Regions from separate parts of the Mus musculus genome. Here region 1 is linked to region 2. Evidence: chromatin contacts called from public HiChIP or PLAC-seq data. All regions are on one chromosome and are shown on one strand. The core of a region is the stretch at or near the end of the contact, and the rest is flanking DNA. Distances in the headings are between cores, read along the strand shown. Region 1 overlaps Grk3 (G protein-coupled receptor kinase 3). Region 2 overlaps Myo18b (myosin XVIIIb).

Region 1 (6,728 bases), core at 297-2,796, 110 kb before region 2:
AGGCGTGGCCAGCTATGGGCGGGGCGTGTGTGTGTGTGTGTGTGTGTGTGTGTGTGTGTGTGTGTGTATGTGTGGCTGGGGGGTAACTGGAGTGTAGCTTGGGTATGGTGGGGAGGTTGGGGTGTGGTAGGCATATCTGGGGCGTGGCTTGGGTGTGGGTGGGCATGGCTGGGGAGAGTCTGGGGTGTGGCTTGGAAATGGCTGGGGAATGGCTTGGGTGTGGGTGGGGCAAAGCTTGTGGGTGGCTTGTGCATGTATGAGTAGGACTTGGGACCTCTTTAGAAAAGTGTCTTCTAATGAGCCATGGCCCTGGAGTCTTCCAGATAAGACAGACCCAGGCTTAGATTCTTCCTCTGAGATGTGTCCTAGTAGCCAGCGATAGAGCAGCTCATGAGTTGGGTGCTGCATGGATAAAACCGACTCTTGAACCCAGTTTAAAGCCGTGGTTCTGATCGACATGTGATGGACAGATGGCCTCAGGTGCTGTTAACCTTTCAGATGCAGTCTGTTTGGGGTTAACCATATGTGGAGACTTTTCTTTTCTTTTTTTTTAAATTTCTAGTGAAATGCAAGTATGTTTGGGAGGAGGGGGCTGGGGAGACGGCTTGGCTTTCATGAGCTGGCAGTACAACCAGGAGATCCAGAATTTTCAACACTCACATGCCCAATGGTTCCTGTCTGTCATCCTGGGGCAGGGGGTCGAGGCAGGAGGACACCTTTGGATGGATGGCCAGCTAGTCTCAAGGAATTTTCGAGCTCCAAGCTCAGGGAGAGCCTCTGTTTGAGAAGAGGTGGAGTGTGTGGGCTGTGAGTATGGTGGTATACATCCTTTAGTGCTTGGGAAACAGAGTCTGGTGGATCTCTCTGAGTTCCGGGCCAGCCAGGGCCACATGGTGAGGCCCTGTTGCAATCAATCAGTCAGTCAATCAATCAATCAATCATAAATGCAAAGGTGGCATGAAATAGAGGAAGAAATAGACGAAGAAATCCATAGACTCTTACATTCACATGCTTGAATACACGAGTGTGTGGGCATATGTTTGCATCACACACACACACACACACACACACACGCATGCACACACACACACATGCACACACACACACACACACACACACACACACACACACACGACTTGGTATTGACTGTTCAGATCTTGTTGGAGTACCACGAGGAGCTTTGAAGTCATTTTGCTGGTATGTTCTCAAGAACAAATGGCTTGTGGCTGCTGGATTGTTCAAGGCTGTGGAATTTATAGGTAAGATCCAGTGCTAAGGAGCTGGAGATGGAGGAGACCAGGGAGGAGCTGGGGATGGAGGAGACCAGGGAGGAGCTGGGGATGGAGGAGATCAGGGAGGAGCTGGGGGATGCAGGAGACCAGGGTGTAGCAGGAGGAAGCAGGAAATCAGGGAGGGGCAGGGGGATGCCGGAGACCAGGGAGGAGCTGGGGGGTGCAGGAGACCAGGGAGGAGCAGGAGGATGGAGGAGAACAGGGAAGAGCTGGCCCTCATCTTCATGGTGAGACATTGAGCAGCCTGTGTGGTCTGGTGGCTTTAAACAGTGGAACCAAGTTTCCATGGTGACTTTGGGTATTTCCTTCTGGGTTGTATGCCTAATGAGTTGTTTGTGGAAAATCTTTAGCAACTGTACATTGAAAAACAAAATGCCAAAATCCTGCGGTTTCGTTTTGAAGGGCTTAAAGTTTGAAGTGAGTCTTTTCTTTTCTTTCTTTTTTTTTTTTTTTAAAAAGAAGCTGGCCCGCAGTTTGCTTGTAGCTCTGATGAATGGTGGCCTCTGCAGTCTGGGTGTGAGTGGCTTGCAAAGCACTTGCATGCATGCACCAGCTGGCCTGGTCTCCCCCACCTGCTTCCTGTGCAACTAGACTTTTATGGGAATGTGATGCCTACTGGGTAAAATATTTATGCACCATAACAAAACAGCCAGACCTCAGGCGGAACTTAGTGGATTTTATCTGTAGAAGCAACACAGTTAGATCAGCCATTAAATCTTCTCCAACAGGCACTTCGACTTCCCTCTCTTCCCATGGCCTGGGGAGATCAGGTGGCTGGTCCTTCAATTAATTAGTTGTGTGTGTGTGGGTGTGCACTGAAGTCAGAGGACAGCTTGGATCTACTTTCACCATGTGGGTCCTGGGTATTGAACTTAGGTTGTCAGACTTGGCAGCAATCACCTTTACTGGCTGAGCCATCTTGCCAGCCCTTTTGCCGCTTTAGCAGCAGAGACATTTTATCCATGGAGCTGACTGTCCTGTACACTCAGCAGGGTCTCCATAGCCCTGATGGGCGGTGCTCCTGTCTCTCCACCCAGCTGCCATTAAATTTTAAGGAACCCACTGGACTCCAATCAGTATTCGTTGCATAGGTTGGTTCGTTTCACATGAAAGCTGGCACCCCTATTCTTGCCTTGTCTGTCTGCTAGCATTACCTGGCTATTTTCATTTCCCTCCACCTCCCATTTCCCTTGAGTTATTAAGAAACACATCCAGGCAGACATGTTGTCTTCACCCCTAGCTCTTTCTGCAACCATTTATGAGAGAGCTCGTGACTCTCTTCAGATTCAAATTGCTTCAGATGTTCAATCAACTCACACGTGGATCACTCTCCTCCCCCTCCCCTCCTCTGCCAAAGTCTCCCTATGTAGCCCAGGCTGACTCTAAACTCAAGATCCTCCTGCCTCAGCCCCTGAGTGCTGAGATTTGAGACAATTACAGCTGGTGGTATTTTAACATTAAAAACTTCCCCCTTAATTTGCATTTCAGTTATGGCCTGTATATTTGCCTGGTCATCTAGATCCCTGGGTCTGCCGCTCGTGTTATTTTATTATTATTTTGAATTATTTTACTCCAGAAATCAGGTCCCTCACTGTTGTATCATTTTTTGCCCCCAGGGCATACTGGTATCTTAGCTGTTGCTGAAGTAAAACACCATGACAGGGGCAACTTGTAGAAGGAAGGGTTTGTGTGTGCTGAGGTGATTCCACAATATCCATGGCCATCATGGAGGGAGCATCGCAGCGGGCAGGCAGGTATGGTACTGGAGCAGCAGCTGAGAGCTCACATCTGCTTCACAAACAGGAGGTAAAGCACACTGGGAATGGCCTGCCAACCCCCAGTGACATACCTCCTGCAACAAGGCCACACCCCCTACTCCTTCCCAAACAGTTCCACCACTGGAGATCTAGTATTCATACATATGATGTTCAATTCCCAGCACCCACATGGCTGATCACAGCTGCCTGTAACTCTAGTCCCAGGGCATCTGATGTTTTTTTCTGGCCTCTTCTGGCACCAGGCACACACATTTATACACACACACACACACAAGCACATGCATGCACTCACATACACACATACATGTGCAACATACACACACACATATGCACACACATGTACATGCACATACATATACATTCACACACATGCATACACGTATTACACATACACTTATGAACACACACACACATGTTGCACAGAGGCACATGCAGGCAAAACACTCATACATGTGAAATTTTTTAAAGTTAAAAAGTGAAGGAGTAAGCCAGACAGAGACAGACACATAGTGAGCTAGAGGAAAACCTGGTAAGTTTGATTCTGCCAAATTAAACATACAAATACATGTCTAATGATGTGTATTAGGTAATGCTACACATGTGTGCACACATGCTCCTCCTCAGAGCCTGGTTCTGCTCTCTGTGATCAAGGAAGATGCACTGTTTTGTGGGAGATTGAGAATTTCACTTCTGTAATTCAATGCAATTATTTTAGGACCTAAATCTGCTGTCTAGTGCATAAACCAATAGTTTATTTCCCTCTGACCCCTGTATTGAGACACTGACTCTGAATAGTCTCAGATTCACTATGTAGAGCGGGCTGTCCTTGAGCTCACAGATATGCACCTGCCTCTGCCTCGTTCAGCTTTTTTATTGCCAAGTAATATTCCATTAGCTGTGTGTCTTAGCAGCAATTGTGGAAATGTGTATTATTTTTAGGCTTTAGCCATTGTGGAAAAGGCTGGAATCACCACTCAGTCACATGTCAACTTTTATTTGGTTATATGCATGAACATTTCCGGGATAAGTGCCCGGGAACTGAATGTGGGTCTCAGGAAAGTTGAGACTTGAAGTTGTTGAACTTCAAGGTGCTGCCAGGCTCTTTGCTGTGCCTGGTCCATTCCCAGTTAAACATTTTGCATCTTCACTGACACAGGATTTGGTCTTTCCTCAGAGAAGCTACTCTGGCAGGGTGTGGTAGAGTCACACTGTGATTTTAATCCCTTTTCATCTTGTGTAAGTCCACTCATTTGTATGTTTGCTCATTGATTTTTTTTTTTTATTTGTTTGTTTTTTAGTCAGGATCTCATGTAGCCCAGGCTAGTCCTCAGCTTTCTACATAGCTGAGGATGTCCTTTGTCCTTGAACTTCTGATTCTCCTGCCTCCGCCTCATACAAGTTTTTAGATAGTCATTCTCTTTAGTTTCTTTTTTAGACTTTTGTTGTTGTTGTTGTTTTCCAGACAGGGTTTAGCCTGTGTAGCCCTGGCTGTCCTGGAACTCACTTTGTAGACCAGGCTGACCTCAAACTCCGAAATCCATCTGCCTCTGCCTCCCGAGTGCTTGGATTAAAGGCGTGCGCCACCACTGCCTGGCTTCTTTTTTAGACTTTTGTTTATAGTGTGTGTGTAAGTGGTTGTCTGTGTGTGTATGTGCAGCATGGTGTGTGACTGGTGCTCTCTGAGGTCAGAAGAAGGTGGTGGGTCCCCTGAGACTGAAGTTACACACAGTGGTGAGTCACCCTATGGGAACTTGGGCCCTCATTAAGAGCAGCAGGTGTTCTTCATGCTAGCATCTTCAGCCCTTGCTTGGTGATCTCTCGTTCTCCAGTTGTAAGGAGCCACCTTCGTGGGTGTAGGATTTCAGGCTTCAGCCGATGACGGTCTGCAGTCTTGTCTCAGGCTGGGGCATATCCTTCTCCTTCTTGAGGTCTAATGGCGAAAGGGAAGTTTTAATGTCCATGGGTTCGGTTTTCCCTGTAAGGTTCCTTGTTTGTACTCTCATGTGCTGTATGGAGGTCAGAGTCAATGCTGACTGCCTGCCTGGACCAGTTTCTACTTTGTGTTTCAGTACTGGGTCTCACTGGCAGGTCCCAGCTCTCTGTCTGTCTCTGCTGCCCTCGGGGATAGGGTTATGGTTGTGTGTTGCTGGCCTGGATGTTACAAGGGTTCTGGAAATCTGAGCTCAGGTCCTCACATAGTTTAGCGACTGAGCTATTCCACCAGCCCTGTAGCTCACGAGGATGGATGTCTTTGTTTAATCCCTGGGGTGTGGGGGGGGTGGGGAGAGACTTTTAGTAGTTTAGTTTGAGAAGTTCTGTGGTTCTGTATGTTAAGTCTGAGATGCACCTCACTTGAGTCTATGGTGCATCTCAAAATATCTTCTGTGCACAAGTGTTGGAGGAAGACAAGCCGCCACTTTCTCCGAACCAGCAATTAAACATGAGAAATATTGAAGATTCGAGCAGGAAATGAGGACATAAGTGTAGAATGGGTTTCTAGTGGTTAGAAAGGAAATGGGAGCTTTAAATAAAAGATAATTGAATCACATTGAAAACTTCTATGTTTAAGTGAATCAGACTCCTAGACTCTCACCAACCTTTATAGGAAGGCAGATTCCAAAGTCTCAGCACAGCAAATAAGGCAAGAATTGAAAGTCAGAGTGGAATCAGTGCTAGGCTGGTGCTTACTGTCGGCGTCGAGAATGCTCCTGGAACAGTCTCTGGTGGTGTCAGGATAGTCCGTGAGTCAATCATAACACATGAGATACTGAATCAAACAGACTCTTTAGTTCTCCAAAGAAGAAAAGATTCCATCTTCCAAAGGCAGCAAATCAACACAGTCCATACCTCATTGAGCTCCGCCCCTTCCTTGAGGCAGTGTCTGACAAACTGAGAACTGAAGAACATTCAGTTTGCCCAGTTCCACTTGTAAATCTGCCCCATTTGAAAAGTCCATTGATAGTTAGCTGGTGTGTGTGTGTGTGGGGGGGGGTTGCTTCCTCTTTCTCTCCATCGGATTTCAAAGGCTATGGCTGAGTGAGATCCAGTAAGGACCTGATTGAAGGACAGACATAGAGATGAAGGAGGAATGCACAGCCAGATACAGTTCTCACATCCCAATGGTCGATGGTTGAAGGCCACAGTGAGTCAGGGGAGAGAGCACAGGTATTCACACTAATAGTGGTGAGTAAGAGGCAGTCAGAGAAGTCAAGGAAACCCCATCCGGCTAGACCCCAGAGGGACCAAAGTGTCTTAAGCTTGCATTTAGGAGAAAACCCTAGTGGGGCAGTTTGGGACCTCAGATTAGGCAGGTTTTCTTTTCCTCCCCAGAAGCTTGATACAATGCAGAAAAGTATCCACAAGTTGCGTTTAATCAAGTTTCAAAGATTAGCGTCCTTCAAAGACATCAGGCCATTTCAAGACAAACTCTGAACTCCAAAAATCTATTTAAATAGCGGTCATGGTTTCCTTTCTAGTTTTTGTGAGGGAATACTCCACTAAAAGCAACTCTGGGGAGATAGGTCTGGGTTACAGCCTTTGTGCAGAATGGTCAAGGCAGCAAGAAGTTGGAGCAGCTATAGCTCCACAGACAAGAACAGTAAGGACAAATCCTGCATGCTTTCATGCTGGGTCATTTTATCCTCTTTTATTAGTATTT
Region 2 (6,221 bases), core at 225-2,724:
CTATGGATATAGCGATCCAGGCCGTGGCTGTTCCCTGCTGTGTGACCATGTACCAACACTCAACCTCTCTGATTCCCAGTCACCAGCACTTTTAGCCCTATGACAGGCACCCCTCCCCAACCCAATTCTCCCCCTTAACAGAGACACTTTGGCCATCTTCTAGGGGTTCCACAACTCGGCATCAGATATGGGACGCCTCGACGTGGTACCCTTGTGTTGACCTTCCGAATACTCGTGTGGACTATGGTGAGAGAGAATGTGAACATCCTTGTGTCAGGAATTTCCTCAGACTTTTGCTGGGTGACCTCAGGCAAGGCCTCACCCTCTCTGAGCGGCTGCCAGCTCTGTTGGTGAGCAGAGCGACACTAGCAATAAGTACTAGCTCCGATTTTAATGCAATTTCATGTCAGCTCCAGCAGGATTGGGGCGATTTCACTGTGAGGACCTCAGGGCCAGGACCAGGGTCAGTTCTTAACTGTGGGAGAAGGTGGCTTTGGCAATTGAGTCAAGAGGCAAACCCAGATTGTTTTAAGTGTGGCTCCCCAGATCTCCTAGGATGTGAACTGGGGACACCCCTACTGTGAATGGGACAGCAGAAGCCCTGGGGTGCACTGTCCCTGGGGTCCCTTTGCACCTTCTTCCTTCTCTTATCCTCTCAACAAACATTCATAGCACATGGAAGGGAACCAGGCCACAGGGGAGTACAACGGAATGAGGTGGTTCTGTTACTTCTTTGAGAATGGTGACTTTCAGCAGAGATCCCAGGGGAGTGGAGATGTAGGTGTGTAGGCAGAAGAGCATTGCCAAGGGCCTGAGGTGACCAAGTACCCTGAAGGGTATACCCAGGGCTTACTTTAACTGCCTTGGGATTAGGGGAGCTGTCAGACAGGGGTCATGAGTGACCCTTTTGGTCCCATGAAGACTTGAACATTTATTTACTTTAGGAGGCAGGTAAACTCTGGCTACCTTTTGGAGACTGGACACTCTGTGGTGGAGGAAGAAGATCAGAGAGCCATGGTGAGCTACTCAGCTCCTGCCTGAACATGGACAATATCCCAGGCCACTTACAGATCTAGGGCTTGGGACTCCTCTCACCAGCCCCCCTCCCAGAGGAGCCTGGAGAGAGGGTTTCCAGATTCCAGACTCAGCACTGGAAGCTGCTTAAATTGGCGTGTGACAGCATGCTCTGGTCTGGCCTGGAAGGGACAGAAACATGAGAGTGTATGTCAATCAAGGCAAGACAGAGTCCTGAAGTACAATGGACTCTAGTCAGCGAGGCTGACCCAGAACCCTTGGGTGGAGTCAGGGCGCTGGACACCAGGAACAATGGTTGGTACCCGGGCGGGGGAGAGCTGGCAGCTCAGGGCTGTCACAGCCAGTGTTCTTGAGCCGCCAGACAGAGAGTGATTTCAGCACAGGGTCCTGGCCAAGGATGAAGAGGGCACAGTGGCCACGACAGCCAGCGTCAAGCCAGGCCTATTCATATCCCCAGCTCAGCTCATCCGTTCAGGGCCTATGAGTCACTAGGACATTCCCCAGTGTGTCCCAAAGGAAGCCAGTATGGGGAAAGAGGTGTCCTCCCGTACGTGCCTGCTGCACACAGAGCTCATGCATTGGGGACTTTTCCATAGGCACAGACCTGGCTGCTCTGGTCACATGCATGTGGTAAATTCCTAGCCTCCCCCGTGGCATGTGGTCTCATCAGACCTGAATGTCCCTTCTTGGCTCTTTGAGCCGTGTGTCTCTTCCTTACCCAGCCATGGAGGAAGCTGGGCGCTCAGCCAGTCACTCCCTGGTGACGGCTGGACAGCCAGCTCCTGGCACCCAAGCCCAGTGTGTGGCAGCTGCCAGTGCCTGGGGTCAGGCCTTCTGAGGCTGAGGTCGGGCCTCTCATCAGGCATCGCTGGGAAATGAGTTAGAAAGAGATGTGAAAAGAGACTGAAAGGTGATCCTGGGGTCCCCATGTTCTGCCGTGCCTGTGGCTATGGGCTGCAGACCCCATGCAGTCCTCACAGCCAAGCTCCAGGCCCATGACCAAAGAAGGCTTTAATGGTGTGCATGTGTGTGTGTGTGTGTGTGTGTGTGCACATGTGTTTGTGTGTACCTGTATGTGAGTGTGTGTGCCTGTGTGTGAGTATGTGTTTTGTGTGTGCCTGTGTGAGAGTGTGTGTGCCTGTGTGTGAATGTATGCTTGTATGTGCCTGTGTGTACTTGTGAGTGCCTGTGTGTGAGTATGTGTGCTTGTGTGTGAGTGTGATTTTGTGTACCTGTGTGTGCTTGTGTGTGCCTGTGTGTGAGTGTATGTGAGTATGTGTGCCTGTGTGAGTGTGTGTGCCTGTGTGTGCTTATGTGTGCTTGTGTGTGCCTGTGTGCTTGCTTGTGTGTGTCTGTGCATGCTTCTGTGTGTGAGTATGTATGCTTGTGTGTGTGCCTGTGTGTGAGTATGATTTTGTGTACCTGTGTGTGCTTATGTGTGCCTATGTATGTACTTGTGTGTGCCTATGCATGTGTGCTTGTGTGTGCCTGTGTGTGAGTGTATGTGAGTATGTGTGCCTGTGTGAGTTTGTGTGCCTGTGTGCTTGCTTGTGTGTGTGTGCTTGTATGTGTGTGTGTGCATCTGTGTGCGAGTGTGTGTGCTTCTGTGTGTGAGTGTGTGTGCTTGTGCTTTTGCATGTGCACATGCATGTGTACTTGAGTGCACAGGAGCTTGTCCTGGGGGTGGAGGTTGGGACGGCTCTGAAAGAACATAATTCTAAGGTCAGGCCCAGGTCATGTACCTCCACTCAGGGACCTCCCCGAAGCCCTGTGGCTGTTTCTTCCTCTTGGATTCCATGGGAACATCCATTTTCTTATCAACCACAGAGTGAATGTGTGTGTGTGTGTGTGTGTGTGTGTGTGTGTGTGTGTGTGTGTGTGTGTGAAAGAGAGAGAGGCAGAGAGACAGGGAGAGGGAGATAGAGAAACATATCCCCTCTTTTATTTATTTATTATCAATGTATTTATTTTTAGAATTTATTTATTTTATGTATATGAGTACAGTACACTGTCACTTCAGACACACCAGAAGAGGGCATCAGATCCCATTACAGATGGTTGTGAGCCACCATGTGGTTGCCGGGAATTGAACTCAGGACCTCTGTAAGAGCAGTCAATTATCCTAACAATTGAGCCATCTCTCCAGCCCCTTATCTATCTGTCTGTCTATCTATCTATCTATCTATCTATCTATCTATCTATCTATCTATCTATTTATTGTACAACACAATGCACTCTGAACAAACTTATAACTCATAGAGCTGAGAGAAGATGAGATTTCGACTCATGGCCCAAGTGAAAATTAAAACACACACACACACACACACACACACACACACACACACACACACACACACAACCTCCCTGAATGGGAGGAGATAAAGATCTCCAGGACATATGTGCATGTGTGCACACATATGTGCACACACATGAGCATATAACTCTAGCTTCACTCCCTTCTGCTAGGCTTTCTATGTGTGATTTTACGTATCGGCATAAAGTACAGGACCCAGGAATAAGAGCAGATGTGAGCTGTCTTTCTGGGCCTTCTGCATGTAGATCTCCACCTGTGTCCATCCCTTCTTCTGTCCTCATGCATGGATGCACACAGCTGCCCTGTGCACAGGGACCACATCATGGATGCACACAGCTGCCCTGTGCACAGGGACCACATTTCTCACCTCATTCCTCATGGGTGGGGTCTGAAACTAGAGTAGTAGTGAACCTGGGGATGCTAACATGTCTGATGTGTAGATGTGAATCCCCAGGGCACATTTCTAGGACACATGTGGCCGGCTGGTATGGTAATCCATTTTAATGTTTAGAGGACCCTCTACCCCCAGTTCCCATAGAAGCTGTACATTCCCACCATCTTAGCTGAGGCCTGATTTCCCTACAGCCAAATGCCTCATCTTTTATTTTTTTAGTTAAAATTTTTTTATATAATTAGATCATATTTGATCACATTTGATCATATTTCTGTCCCAGATCTTCCTGCCTCACATGCCAGTCCCCCTTTTGTTCTCTCTCTGAAAACAAACAAACAAAAACCAAATAATCTACAACAAAAAATAACAATGCTCCAAATGTTGAATATCAAAACAAAGACAAGTCCAGTAAGACAAAAAGAAAAAGAAAAGAAAAAAGAAAGAAAGAAAAAGAAAAGCAAAATGAAACAAATCAACAAAAATCCATTGAGTTCCTTTGGTCTTGGCCAACTACTCTTGGGCTTGGGACCTGTCCTGTTGTCATAGAGATTCATTGCTATAAAGAGATGTCATGACCAAGGCAACTCTTATAAAGAAAAACATTTAACTGGGGCTGGCTTACAATTTCAGAAGTTTAGTCCATTATCATCATGGTGGGAAGCATGGCAGCATTCAGGCATATATAGTGCTAGAGAAGGAATTGAGAGTTCTACATCTTGATCTGAAGGCAGCAGGAGACTGGTAGCCACTCTGGGCATAGTCTGAGCATAGGAGACTTTAAAACCCACCTCCAGAGTGACACACTTCCTCTAAGAAGGTTGCACCTATTCCAACAAGGCCATACCTCCTAAAAGTGCCACTCCCTGGCCCAAGCATATACAAACCATCACAGGATCTCTGTGTTAGTTCCTGTCTACTGCAAGAGGAAGCTTTGCTGATGATGGCTGAGCAAGGCACTGATCTATGAGTGTAGCGGAATGTCATTGGGAGTCACTGTATTGCTACGTTTATTTTGCAGGCTAACAGCATTAAGTTTTTGTCATAGGCCCATGACCAATCCAGTCTTAGATTCTTGGCTACTTTAATAGTATAAGCTCTGGGTTGCATCTCATGACATGGGTCTTAAGTCCAGTTTAAAAAACAAATGTGGTTTATATCTTGCAAGCAGGTTACCACCATAGCTCTCAGGGTTTATAGCTGGGTCATATTGACGAGTGGCTTTCACCTCTGGTAGCATACAGAATCCATTCTGGTACAATGAACTCTAGTCAGTAGGGAGCAAAGCCTCCAGGTGGGCACCAGTTTGACTTCTCTGTGTTTGATGATGTGGATGGTGTTTTCTTAGAAGAGGGTCTTAACCACCAGGTTGTCAAGGGCAACCAACATCCTTGACAACAGCCTGTGATGTTTGGGGGTTTCCATGGGACTCCCTTTGGCCAACAACTCAACAGGATGCAACCTATTCCTGGAAATGGAAGCTTTACTGGGTAGCATAAAATGTCTACTTGGGGCATTGTCTACCCCATATGTCATGACTCTGTTTAGATTCCTTTCATATATGTGTATATTTTAGGAAACTTCTATAGCTGTGGGTTCCCAAATGTTTTTACAAATGTCCTTTGGTGTTAGTCGTCCCTTCCCTTATTTGCTCCTTCACTCTGTCCCCCCCCCATCCCTCTCCCCATCTAACCCTCCCCCTTTCCTCTTTCCTAGTCTCCTCACCACACTGAATTCTATTTTCCCTTCCTTGGGATATCCTTTCCTCGCCTCCTTCTCAACCTTCCTAACCCGTGGCCCTTTAATACAGCTCCTCGTGTTGTGACAACCCCCCCAACCATAAAAATTATTTTGTTGTTACTTCATAACTGTAATTTTACTACTGTTGTGAGTTATACATATATGATATGCTGGATATATTTCCATTGTTACAAACTGGCCCAAAGGGGTCATGACCCACAAATTGAGACAATGTAGCATCAGGAACGTTGAGAACATTGCCATAGACAATGGCTACTAGGTTGCCAACCTCTGTGCTTTTTTGAATTGTAGTGGGCATACTGAATGCTGAGAATCTAGCATCCATACATGAAAGGACACATACAATATTCACCTTCTTAGGTCTGGGTTACCTCACTCAGGATGACATATACGTATTATGAATTATATTTTATTGTGTGAATGTGCTACATTTTAATGATTGATCTGCTTATCACTTGATGGACATCTAGGCTATTGTGAACAGAGCGGCAGTGGAGATGGTTGAGCAAGCGTCTCTGGGGGAGGATGAAGTGTTTTTTGGGTTTGTGCCCCAGAGTGGTATAGCTGGGTCTTAAGGTGGATTGATTTCTAGCTTCCCAAGGAAATACCACAAAGATCTCCATAGCATCTGTACGAATTCGGACTCCCACAGCAACGCATGAGTGTCCCCTGTCCCCATATCCTCCCCAGCATGAGTCATTCTGACAGGTGAAAGCTGAA

The links. HiChIP or PLAC-seq counts read pairs in DNA pulled down with a chosen protein or histone mark.
Region 1: an H3K27ac HiChIP or PLAC-seq map of stem cell-derived neural progenitor cells shows a contact between it and region 2. The contact joins two enhancer-like sites. A contact is called at or near these places in 3 of 39 promoter capture datasets (the HPC-7 cell line, liver and stem cell-derived epiblast-like cells), 7 of 484 Hi-C or Micro-C datasets (the HPC-7 cell line, bone marrow-derived macrophages, cardiomyocytes and 3 more), 5 of 115 datasets of contacts at active chromatin or transcription factors (cardiomyocytes, embryonic stem cells, microglia and 1 more) and 3 of 9 other capture datasets (adipose tissue, liver and pancreatic islet).

The regions. Positions count from the first base shown.
Region 1 is chr5:112,992,764-112,999,491 of GRCm38.p6, reverse strand. All of the region lies in intron 1 of Grk3 (G protein-coupled receptor kinase 3), which reads left to right. Among named protein-coding and RNA genes, the nearest start is that of Grk3, 19 kb to the left of the region's middle. Within about 2 kb of position 1,546, at least 16 of the 459 cell types and tissues checked have an H3K27ac peak or open chromatin away from gene starts, as enhancers often do. A contact at or near this core is called in neural progenitor cells and stem cell-derived neural progenitor cells, where this site is marked.
Region 2 is chr5:112,882,369-112,888,589 of GRCm38.p6, reverse strand. All of the region lies in intron 1 of Myo18b (myosin XVIIIb), which reads left to right. Among named protein-coding and RNA genes, the nearest start is that of Myo18b, 11 kb to the left of the region's middle. Within about 2 kb of position 1,474, at least 77 of the 459 cell types and tissues checked have an H3K27ac peak or open chromatin away from gene starts, as enhancers often do. A contact at or near this core is called in neural progenitor cells and stem cell-derived neural progenitor cells, where this site is marked.